Linked DNA regions of Mus musculus: region 2 is linked to region 1. A link is a contact called in public Hi-C data. All regions are on one chromosome and are shown on one strand. Each heading gives the region's core, a stretch centred on a gene start, on an enhancer-like site or on the middle of the called end of the contact. The rest is flanking DNA. Distances are from core to core; before and after follow the strand shown. Region 1 overlaps Prickle1 (prickle planar cell polarity protein 1). Region 2 has its middle 100 kb from the start of 9430014N10Rik.

Region 1 (6,272 bases), core at 708-3,207:
CAACTGGTACAGGAGCTGTTTAATCCTGTGTTTCTCCCCAGGGCTGTTAACATAAGGAACCTTTTCCTCTGGCAAGCATGCGAAATAGAGCTGGATCTGTGGAGGCAGAAGCAGGGCATGGTGACATCAGTACACAGGAGGAAGGGCTGAGCCGCCTGCCTTTATCCTTCCCTCCTTTCCAGGGCTCGGCCTCCTGCAGCTAATGAGGGGACCAGCTGAGCCAACTCAGCAGAGGTGCAAACCTGCATCTGCTAGCATCCACTAGCATCCAGCTGCTAAATTGCTCCTCAGGAATGCAATTTGTAGTGACAATTAAGGGCACCATAAATTATGCGCGATCAAATGTGCACATTTATGGCGACTCTTCTTCCCTAGTCTTGCAAAGGTCAGCTGAGGGATCAAGGGGAGAGTGCTGGGTGACTTCTGTAAGTGACCACACAGGCTGTGTGACAAGATCCAACACCCAGCCTCTACACAAATAGACTCAGTTTTCTCTCGGAATTCTACGGTTCTCTCCAGCCTCGGCATGGCAGGCTGTCACCGGTGGGAGCTGCAGTATCCAGCTTCACTTTCCCCAAGGAAGCAGGAGAAGGGAGATGCTGAGCTAATCTGATTGTTGTCTTTTAGGAGCGTCCTAAAAGATGAACGCAGGATCCTGCATTGCTGAGATGGAACCAAAGGCATTCAAGTTAAAAAAAAAAAAAAAAAAAAAAGGAGTTTAGGGACCTGGGACTTGTCTGCTAGAAGCAGACCTACAAACACATGCCATCCAAAGACAGGAAGGATCTTCTCTACGAAACAGTTCGTCAAAACTCCACTTCCCTAACTGCTACACCAGCATAATTTTCCTTCCTGTATTGTTCTAGAAGCTTTTCCTTACGGTTACTATCATTGGATCCCATTATGGATGGTTGTGAGCCACCATGTGGTTGCTGGGATTTGAACTCAGGACCTCTGGAAGAGTGGTCAGTGATCTTAACCGCTGAGCCATCTCTCCAGGCCAAGATTCCCTATCTCAAAAGGGGTTCCCTTCCACCGCCCAAAGAACAGTAACTCATAATCAGGCACAGAACTGGTGGCATCTTCTATTCTGAAGGATACCTTTGCCTGTACAGGATCTACCAACCATTTTTAATAACCTCATCATAAGGATATTGGGAAATAAAAACAGGCAGGCAGATCGCTCCCATCTTTAAAACAGAGAAACAAAGGATGTGCCACAATGATGTGTCTCTGATCCCCACTGTAGTTGTCAAAGGCCATGTTTATCAGCAACACCACATTCCTCTTCCGTAGAGGGGCATTGTGGAGAACTGGCCTGGAGGTCGTCCTTCTATTTCCTTTTGTCCTTACTGAACCTTTGAGACATGTAATAGTGGCATACACCTTTAATTTCAGCACTTGGGAGGCATAGGAAGGCAGATCTCTGAGTTCTGTGAATTGGAGGCAAGCCAGGACTACACAGTGAGACCCCATTTCAAAAGACAAACACCCCTCCCCCACCCCACCTACCATTTAAAAACAAACAAAAAAAAAAAACAAAACTCCAAATGAGGAACGTTTCTCTTCCCTAAAAGGTGACTTGTGAAAGTCCTATCAGAAACGCCTGTGGTGCCCTGCATTTGCATTAATCACGATGGCAGAAGGAGGGCATTACTGAAACCAAACCAGACCTTAGACAGCAAAGCCAGCCAGGGAGATGAGAGGTTCCACACTTCCCTGGAAAGCACATCAAAGGGGACAGCGTTGCTTCCTACCTACCTGCTCGGGCCTGAGGCCCGGTGGGACCCATGCATACTCTTCAAGTGCACAGCCGGAATCATCATCTGATGTGGAGCTTCTCTGGCACCCGAAGACCAGTTTGCTCATTTTCGGTTCCATCTCCAAAGGCATAATAATGAAGTTTTAAAGCTGGCTGCTTAGTCACAGGACATCCAAGAGACAGCTGCTGTGGGTGACATAGAAGGCGCTGTGTTAAAAAGCAATGCTTCTCTACCAAGAGCTTCTAGTTTACATATGGATGGGCTCAGAGACAGTGAACCAAACGCCTGGGTTTGCTGACTTCAGGCCCCGTGCCACTCAGGCAATTAGGAAGTGACTCCCTTAACCAGCTCAGTACCAAAGAAAACGGGCCACCAGGCTAGTGCTCTCTGTTGCCTTTAAAGGATACTTCTTGCTCGAGTAAGGGGATGGCTCTGCTTGACTTGTTTACCTATGCGTGAGATCCTGCGAGGTGTAAGAGTTTAAACAGAAGTGGGGAACTGGGCTCTGCCTTGCCCAGAAAGCTGGCCGCAGAGACCCTGCTCAGTCCCCCAGATTTCCTAAGCAAGTTTTCCAGTGGAGGCAGCAGAGACAGCCGAGAGTGTTATCCCTGAAGTAAACCGTACAGTTTAAACTTCTAATCCCTGACATCAAACTTCTACACCCAGGACAGGCAGTCAGCGAATCCCCTCGGAATACTGGATACGGTGCCAGGTCACAGATGGGTCCAGCTTGGAGACTTGATTGTTTAATCTCATTATCAACCAACGTTTAGGAAGGCTTATTGAGTGTGAAATGGAACCAGCCCCACTATTGGTCAAAGTGAGGTGTTAAATTTCTGAATAAGAAAGCTGTCTCAGAAAAAGGGTACTGAAGGTGTCAAGGAGTGGTCCTGAGGCTGAGATGTTGGCTTTGGTAGCACGGTGTGTTATCCCTTTGTCTTATAGTTCTTAAAAATCATCGCTCACACACGAGGCACTAAGAAGGAAAACAAGAACCTTCACGATTCCAGTTTTCTTTAAACGTTTTGATCCTGACATATTTTAATATAAAGAAGTTTGTGTGTTAGGGGGCCGGAGAGATAGCTCGGTGGTTAAGGGCTATGGCTGCTCTTCTAGAAGACCTGAGTTCAATTCTCAGCACCCACATGGCAGCCCACAACTGGCTAGAGTTCCAATTCTAGAGACCTGGCACCTTCAAACATACATGCAGGCAAAACACCAACGCACATAAAATAAATATTAATATATTTTTTTAAATTATTAGTCTGATCCAGTCACTTTACAGAGAGGGTTCCAGGATGGCAAATGCCTCCTGTATAAGAAGAGTTAAAGCCTAATCCCTCTGTCTTTAAATCCTAACCAATCCCAGACCGAGGTAAAATGATGTTTCAGCAATTCTCTCAGTGCAACACTAAATTCTTAGTGTTGGTGGGGTCGGGGGAGTCACTTGTTAAAATACACCGCTAGCAAAATATCCAAGGACATTTTAAACTTCGAACTTGAGAACAGCTCACAAAGGGGCAGAGTTAAAAGAGCACCTGCCTCATGGCTGCAGTCATTCCTGCAGGAGAAATGGTGACTCAGCAAGATACCGCCCCAGCCAGTAAACGGGCTTTCAGGCACCCCAACAGAAGGGCAGGCAGCCTCATTTCCGACTCCACGGTGGCGGGGGTTCTCACCTCTGACCCAGCCGTGGCACACAGGTGCAGACAATTCACGTCTTAGCAAAGACTGGAAACAGAGGTGCATTCCTCCACCCCCTCAATAAAAGGGGACGTGTTAATGAAAGTCAGAAGACAGCTTGGGTCTTTCCCTTTTGCCCTGTAAGATCCGCCCCTGTGTGTCAAAGGAAGAGACTAGGGGTTAAGACTTTAATTAGTAACTCATGGGCTCTCACCAGGAGAACTGCTACTTTCGATGCAATTTAACCTGAATTTTGAAACGGGGAGCATTTGTCTGCTGCCAAACCTGGCTGGGGGGTGGGGTAGGAGGAAAACAACAGAATATAAATATTTTTAAAAAAAGAGCCTTTAAAAATTAAATGCTACTCTATTTTCAAAACTAGAAAAATAAAACAAAAGCTCTGCAAATGGTGAGAGACCATGTTTTCTGCCTCCTAAACCAAAGGTCTAAATCCCTTCTTAGAGCTGTTCTCTCTGAGAATGTGGGATGAGTCCCTATCCTGATGGGGGTAAATCGTGTGACATGTCACTTGGATGCAATGTCCCCATTTTAAACCACAAACTCACACAGGTTTTAGTCCAGCCTTTCAACAAACTTTCTCGACAACATAAAGGGTACCACAATTGTAGGAAAGCAGAGATCCACTTTCATCCCAGTGTTAGCTTCCAGTTTTACCGGGTGGTGTGACCACAGTACCTGCTACCATTAGCATTTAAATATTTAAATGCAGTATGAAGCCTTAGGGCCGGTTGTCCGGAGGCAAGGAGGCAAGGAGTTAAGGAGCCTTAGAACCAGAGCCATCAGAGGGAGAAGCAAGCTGGAGGTTGGCAGAGTTGGTGTACTTTTTCAGGGATTATCTTAGGAGTGATCCACGCATGCGGCCTCTAAGCCACAGGAAGTGTTAACACTTCCATGCCTCTCCTTTGTCTTTTCTCACCCCTCTCTTTTCTTGGAAACTAGCTAGCTCCTTTCACCATTTCATTCATTTAAAAAGAACCACACATCCCAGCCTGCAGCTGTATGGCTTCTCCATCATCGTATATGTGTCAAGAGAGCATCTGACCCAAGATGCTTTCTTCCGTCTTCCTTGGGAACCAGGCAGAGACACATAGTGTACAGACATACACACATGCAGGCAAAATACCCAATCACATAAAAATTTAAAAAAACAAAAATTAAGGAGACAAGTGACAATCCAGTAGGAGCCCGGATGTCAAGTAAAAGTAGCCAACGTAAGAGGAGTGGTTACAAATTCTATTGTGTATTTCCCTCGTTTCTTTCCTGGCAGCCTGTGTGTAATTCACGGGACTGAGCCTGTGGCTGCTAACTTGTTTTCATTTTGAGCACAGTGAAAAGTGCCCACGCTTCAGAATTCCAGAAACAGCAAACAGAATCCAGCCGGGTGACCTAGAAACCGCTGTTCACCTGGAATGAGGGAGACTGGGGTTATCCCTGTCTAGGAGCTGCAGTCCAGTCTTTTGACCTCGGATGGGCTAGTTCCCTGCAGGTGCTTTTCTCCTGGTTGTCATGGTCTTTGTTTCGTTTCTGTTGTGTTCAGAACAGGGTCTTGCTATGTAGCTGTGGCTGTCCTGGAACTGCCCTGCAGGTCAGACATCTTGGCTACAGCTCAAAACTCACAGAGATCCACCTGCCTCTGCATCCTGAGGGTTAGGACCAGAGGCGTGCGCCAACATCCCTGGCTGGGTGTGGTCATGTTTTGAATCCCACTATGGTTATCTGTTAGTACCGTAGCCTTATCCATGACCAATTACTTTGAAATCTGTCACTTTAAGTATTTTGTAAACCAGGCAAAGCTTGAAAGTACAAACTGGGGGCTGGAGAGATGGCTCAGCGGTTAAGAGCACTGACTACTCTTCCAGAAGTCCTGAGTTCAATTCCCAGCAACCACATGGTGGCTCACAACCATCTGTAATGGGATCTGATGCTCTCTTCTGGTGTGTCTGAAGATAGCTACAGTGTACTCACATATATAAAAAATTTTTTTAAAAATTTAAATGTACAAACTGTTACAGGGAGGGCCTGTGTCCCTCTATCAGCACAGGAGTCACTGAAGGCATTCAGGACTTGAAGGTGTCACTCAACCCAGATGGCAGCTTGACTCTACGTTTGGTCACTGGCCATCATTTTCCTTTCTAGTCTACTTGGGACAACTAAGGGCTAGTGTTCTGACCGACCTTTAGATGTACAACTCAGCCTTTGCCTTGTTTCTCTAGAGCAACGGTTCTCAGCCTTCCTCATGCTGCGACCGACCCTTTAATACAGTTCCTCAGACCTTGCTGACCCTCAACCATAAGATTATTTGGACACTTCAGAACTGTGACTTTACTACAGTTATGAATTGTAACAAAGATCTGATATACAAAATGTCTGACATGAGACCCCTGTGGGGTTTGTGACCACAGGTTGAGGACTGCTGCTCTAAAGTGTTTTCTTTCTTTCTTTTAAAATTTTTTTCTTTTCTTTTCTTTCTTTTTTTTTTTTTTTTTGAGACAGGGTTTCTCTGTATAGCCCTGGCTATCCTGGAACTCACTTTGTAGACCAGGCTGGCCTCGAACTCAGAAATTTGCCTGCCTCTGCCTCCCGAGTGCTGGGATTAAAGGTGTGTGACACCATGCCCGGCTTTAAAATTTTTTAAATTTTTTAAATGCATTTTTTTTGTTTATATAATGAATACACTGTAGCTGTCTTCAGACACACCAGAAGAGGGCATTGGATCCCATTACAGATGGTTGTGAGCCACCATGTGGTTGCTGGGAGTTGAACCCAGGACCTCTGGAAGAGCAGTCAGTGCTTTTAACCGCTGAG
Region 2 (6,185 bases), core at 3,310-5,809, 310 kb after region 1:
AGCTACCCTGCTAACATTGCTCCCACCTCTCCACCCCCAAAAAGATTCGACCATCCTCTTATCTCTGCCTCTCAAATACTAGGCTTACAGGCACCTATCACTGTGCTTGGTTTTAATACTCAGTACATCTATCAATTTGACGTTTGTTTTGCATGTCAGATTTTAATACACTGAAACAGAAAATATCAGTTTGAGTTATGTCTCTTCATTTGTCATGTGTACGCACAGTGGATCTAGTTTTGTTTTTAAATAATGGATTACTTTAATTTAGTTACGAAATTCCTATTTTTCAACTTATATTATATGCAAGTGTAGATAACTGGCTTGGCAAGATGTGCCCACTGGATAGATGGTGGCTTGAATGGGGTGGAACTAACTAAATTCTTCCTGGTTGGACTTAAGGAAGGTTCACTCCACAGGAAGAAACCCATGCCTGGTACTATAAACGCATTAGCTTGAGAGTTCACAGGACCTGTTACTATTATTTTGCCAAATGGACATAGTATCAAATTGCCTTCTAAATACTCATTCTTATATCCATAGACTAGAACAACTCTAAACTCTAGCCTCTCTAAGAAGAGAGACTTTTCTGTATAGAAGATGGTAGATAATCTAGAGAGTCACAATTTGTCAAAGTGTAGAGTCCTAAATGGGGCATCTGTATCACACCCCCTCTCCACACAAAATTCAGGAAACACGGTGGGACAAAGGTCACAAATCTAGAGGAGCTAAAGACCAGGCAGAATTCCTCTGAAATAGTTTCTTCTGTGAACGGCAGGGGTGTTGTCCTCAAGGACTCACAATAGCTGTGGTTGCCAGCACAGGGTCAAAGTCAACATTCTAGCTGGGAGAGGAAAGGGTTCCTGAGTCTCCATCCCAAAGGAGGAGTTAAACGCAGTGGAAGGAGAGTACGTTTCCTTCAGCGTTGACCCAGAGTAGGTTGCCCGGGCTTTGGTAGATGCCCCTGCACCTGTGTGGGTGTGGCAAGCACTAAGTAAACTCCGAGTGTATACAGGGGAATCAGGGGGAAGAAAGCGTGAAGCTGGAACGGGAATATTCATGGGTGAGGAGTCAGGGAGGAGTTAAAATGATGTAATGAGGGGCTATGGTCAGAACACATTATATTCATGTGTGGACTTACCAAAGAATGTAAGTAATATGTAGTGTAAGTTATAGATACATTGTAGGAATATTAATGAAAGCATCTGTAATAGTAGAGAGATTTTTAGTTTAAATTCACCTTAGGGGCTGCTGCCATGGCTCAGAGTGTAAAGACAGCCACTATGGAAGCCGGATAACCCCAGTTTGATCCCTGGATGCCAGAGACGGGGAGGAAAACCAAGTCCTGACAGTTTTCTCTGACCGCTGTGCTCTCTCTCTCTCTCTCTCTCTCTCTCTCACACCACAAGTAAAAAGGTTTAAAATCACCCCAAGCCCTCCCGTGTCACTACAAGTAAACTATATGGTATGCAGCGAGTCAATAAATGTGTTTAAATCTGGTAATTTCTTTCTGTTCGATTGAGAGATATTGGAAGCAAGGCAGTTCATTCTGTAAGCGAATTGGCGCTTGATGGATGACCCAGTGCATTCATTTGCCATCCGTCATTAGCTGACACGTGAGGTGAAAGTGATGCTGTATCAGGGAGCTGCTTCAGCCTCTGCCCCTTGGCTGCCCGTTCTTTATTTAATTCACAATTCCGGGCGAAGCTCTCACGTCACAAGGAGGCTGGGTGAGGAGTGAGGAAGAGTGGAAATGCAGGGAGAGGTGTGTAGAGAGCAGAATGTGAGAGGCCTGAGAGTAGGCAGAACGACTGGAGCCTAGATGGGAAAGTAAGAGGAGGATTGGTATGGAGATACTGGTCAGAGCTGGAATGTAGGGTTTTTTTGTTTTTTTGTTTTTTGTTTTGTTTTGTTTTGTTTTTATTTTTCCCAACAAAGTTTGCTGGAGAAAAAGGAAACCATTTTACTTAGAGGAGAGGAGAGGAGAGGAGAGGAGAGGAGAGGAGAGGAGAGGAGAGGGAGGGAGGGGAGGAAGGGGAGGAGAGGGGAGGAGAGGGGAGGAGAGGGGAGGAGAGGGGAGGAGAGGGGATGAAGGAGAAGAGAAACACCAGTAGAACCTTGACTCCGAAGGAATTCTTAAAGTCGGCTAGAAAGAAGTCATTTAAACAGCTAGAGAGGTACCTTAGCGACTTAAGAATTCTTGCTGAAGACCCAGGTTCAGTTCCTAGCACCCACATAATGGCTCATACCTATCTGATTCCAAAAGATCTGGTGGCCCTTCTGGGATCTGTGGGCACAGCAAACACACAGTGCACATAGATACGTATGAGCAAACATTCATACACAGTTTTTTTTTTTAAAGCAACTTAAGTTGCCCTATGAAGGTGGGTTTATGAGGAGTTCCGTGAGAACATTAGCCCCCAAGGCTAGAAACTCCATACAGTCCCGTTTGTTGAGCTACACAACACGGGCTACAAGCTACAGTGATGGTCAGTCTATGCTTTTGATAAAGCGCATCATTTAAAAGTCATGTTTGCTTGCCTTCTATTGCCATGACTGATAACATAGGATCGGTAGGCAGTCACTTAAGATGCAAACAAGCCTCTACAGCTTCCTGGATGTAGAATACTGGGTTTCATAAGCAGCGATCTGCTTGATTACAGCGTGAAAAGGTAACTCCAAAAACTGTATTCCGACTTTGGACATCAAGGATTCAAACTCGTCTTCACTCTGAACAGATTTTCTCTCAGTTGCATCTGCCCATCGTAGCTGAGTTCTTTATAGAATGACACAAAAGAGGCCTTATCCATCTGGGCCACTTGGAGGTTGCCATGTAATCCCGCATCTCATTTTGGTCTTCGTAAGAAGACATAGTTCTCTCCTGTCTAGGTTCAGATTGTCTCTCTAGACGAGAACCAAATTGCCAAGGTCTATCCTGAGAATAGAGATTCCAAAAAGTTAAAAACGTGCTTTTGACTATTGAAGCACTTATGAAATACTGATTTTTTTGCAGTGTGTATTATGTGTTTCTATTGCTAACAAATATGGCAGGCTAATAGCCTCAAAGAGAACAGGTAGCAATCCAACGAAGTGGCCCATTGAGTTCCAAGGACTAGGAAGAAAATTTGGTGTTAAGCTCCATTGTCCAGGAATATCAAAGCAATTATATTTTCATTTAAAACACCATTCTAGTTATATATCCAATCCTGAAACATCTGTTAAAATGTGTTCTGGGAATGACCCTACTGAAAGTCGTTTTCTGTGGCTGAGTGAGTTCTGTATGCTTCATCATCCCTTTTGAAGATACAATCATTTCATGTAAAAATTTCAGGTCAGCCTTCTAATAAAACTCCCTTACCACTGCCTCAGCTAAACAAACTACCTTTCCATATGGCAAATTTTGTGTATAGCAACCTTTTGTGTAATCGTGAATTCATTAACTCCATAGGGAACTATTTTTTGAAAAACCCTGTCTAACATGTCGAACCTTGGAGCTCTCTGGATTTTTAGTTCTACACGTCTGTGCATGGTGTAGCCATTTTTATGGGTGAAAAAAAAAAGGTTCTTGTGGGAAGTACGTATGATGTCTAGTTTTGACTCTCTGTCCACTGAGGATTTATAATGAGCTGAGCAGAGCAAGACCCACAGAGCTGAGAAGCTTAGCAGGTACGTTGGGAGGTCCTGATGAGAAGTCAGGAAGGAGCAGGATGCTAGACCTAGGAGACAGAGAATGTTGTCCTCAGTCAAGCTTGTCCTGAGCCTTTGGAATCTCTACACTAAGACCTTGGCAACTGGTTCCCTATCTAGAGAGACAATCTGGATTTGGAGTAGAATGGACTATATCTTATTATGAAGGTTTAAACGAGATTCAGGATTGCATGGCAATCTTCAAGTGCCCCGGATGGATAAGGCTATCCATCATGACATGTATTCAGATTACAGTAGAGTCTTAAGAGATCACTCACTGGAAGGTAACACCCACAAGGCAGAACTGTTTTGTCAGAACGAAGAATTTAACCACAGAGACAACCTATGCACCACAAAAATAATCAGATAATAATTGCAGACAGGATGTAATTAGCCTCCCGAGAGGCTCGGGCTATAAATACTCTGGGACGGAGAGAAAGAAACCAGCCTGAATGGAGCTGGGAGAAAGCTTGCTATTCTGAGCATTCCTCACAAAGGGCAGCTTTAACTCGTCTCCATTACCACGTGGCAAGACAACAGCAGTCTCAAAGGGCCTTATGCTTAACAGACTTATTTATTGCTGTGTTTCAGACCCGTGTTCCTGGCTAGTCTGGAAGGAGAAGAGACTATTTCCTGACATCTGCAGAACAGTGCTGCTAGCCGAGTATCTTTACAGTGGAGCCGCTACAGTTCTCTGTTTCCAGAGGGCTTTATGTAACGTGTAGGCACATGACATAATGGGTCCGCGGCTCAGGAGCGCATCTGAAACGCCTTTGGGATGCAGTTGGAGAAACTGGCAGAGTTATGGCAAGAGATCAGTGAGGTAGGGTGGACTCTAAGTAAGCCGATTCCTTGCAAGCATCAGAGAGAAGAGAGTTAACAGGGACCGCGGCTTTAACTAGGAGAGGAAAGTGGGATACAATCTGGAAGCAGGTCTGCAGGACAACTGAAGTGGCAGAGATTAACATATGGAAACCAGACAGCAAGCTAGGATCAGAAGAGGGAAAGAGCCTCGTGGGGGGTAAATATAGCTGCAGATAAGGAGGGTGGGAATATTGGATGGGGATTTACTTCCGGCTTTGGAAAAATCCAGGGGGAAGCTGGTAGAAGTATGTAGTCCTCTCATCTTCAGGAGGGTTATGTAATATGGAAGTGCTAAACTTGGCCCGTGTAAAATACTGGCATCCCTTTCCGTGTTATTTTTAAACTCGCTGTTTTTCATTCATTAAGCACAATTGAGCTATCAAGTCCTGCGTAACCCAGGCGGAGCGTAACCCCTACCACCGGAAGGGCAGTGTATCAGCCACGTTGTCATGACAGATCTGCTCTCGGAGATGCTGTCTCGCAAAGTGCGATGTGTCTCCCACACTTTCCAGAGAGAAGCAATACTCCTTAGGAGCCACACAATAACGCATATGGAAATGCATGTGTTTTCTGGAGGCTGAGAGGAGGGGGTGGGGGAGGGGGTGGGAGTGGGGGATGGGTGAGCTGAGCTACTTGCCTGACAGATCTGTGAGTTCTGAAAGTTGACAAGTTTGGGGGAAAACTATTCCAGGTAGGTGAGGGGAGAAGGAACATGCATTCAATTAGCAGTCGTATTGGGTATATACCCCGTTCTTTTAACTCGGCACTTTTAATATCGGATAGAGAGCTGGAGGCACGAGGAGCAGAAGAATATCCTTAGCAGACAAGCATTGCTGTCACCGATCTTGCTTACCCCCTGTGCATCTTTGCCTATGTCAATATTTTATATTATTAGCGGTATTTCCACTAATTGATGCCATTCTCAGTCCTTACTCTTGCTAACCCTCCAAATGAAGGCGCTCTTAAAATGTTGTCAAGTTCAATCAGCGTCCTTCCTTAAGTGGTCTCAGGGTAAATGGATAAAGATCTGTTGGTGATTGACATGCTGTGGTATTAAAACTTACAGAGGCTGCCCCAAGATGTTATGCTAGAGAATGCCTCTGAAGTGAGGGGGGATTGTCCGGTGGTCTTGGTGCTGCTGTGGGTATGAGATGCAGGAGGAACACGTTCTAACTCCTGCTGCTAAAGCCCAGCGAGCTCTGCTGACCACGGCAGCGACGGATACAAAGGACATTTGTATTAACTGCAGGGTGACCCCCTGAAGTCGTAAGTCCAAACATACAGACATAGCATTTCATCAGTACAATCTAGTTCCACTTCAAGTGGAGGAAGAACGTCCTTTGTAAAGTTGGAGGCTGACCTGTTCCCCAATGCTTTCAAGCTGAAGGCTTGGCCCTCATTTTAGTTATTTCGAGGTAGTAGACATGTCAAGAAATGGGGCCTATGGGCAGATTTTTTTTCAGTACAGTGGATGTGACCTTGAAGAATTCTGTGGACCCTTTTCTTTTTCTTTGTCTTTTTCACACATGTGAGTTAATGGTTGCTCAACCATGGACTGCCCCTCCATGATGTGTGAACAGCTACAGGCGTCAGAGGAATCGGCCAACAAACCATGTCCAGGAAGCCTCTGGAAG

Evidence for each region. Hi-C and Micro-C count contacts between places; a contact is called where the count stands out from the background.
Region 2: a contact with region 1 is called in a Hi-C map of cerebral cortex, with 2.0 times the contacts expected there. The contact joins two enhancer-like sites. A contact is called at or near these places in 3 of 484 Hi-C or Micro-C datasets (cerebral cortex and uterus).

The regions. Positions count from the first base shown.
Region 1 is chr15:93,510,689-93,516,960 of GRCm38.p6, forward strand. It overlaps Prickle1 (prickle planar cell polarity protein 1), which reads right to left. Exons shown (of 8, transcript NM_001033217.5): 2 at 1,762-1,948; 3 at 1-96. The coding sequence starts at 1,893. Among named protein-coding and RNA genes, the nearest start is that of Prickle1, 82 kb to the right of the region's middle. Within about 2 kb of position 1,958, at least 19 of the 459 cell types and tissues checked have an H3K27ac peak or open chromatin away from gene starts, as enhancers often do. A contact at or near this core is called in cerebral cortex, where this site is marked.
Region 2 is chr15:93,820,637-93,826,821 of GRCm38.p6, forward strand. No RefSeq gene overlaps it. Among named protein-coding and RNA genes, the nearest start is that of 9430014N10Rik, 100 kb to the right of the region's middle. Within about 2 kb of position 4,560, at least 78 of the 459 cell types and tissues checked have an H3K27ac peak or open chromatin away from gene starts, as enhancers often do. A contact at or near this core is called in cerebral cortex, where this site is marked.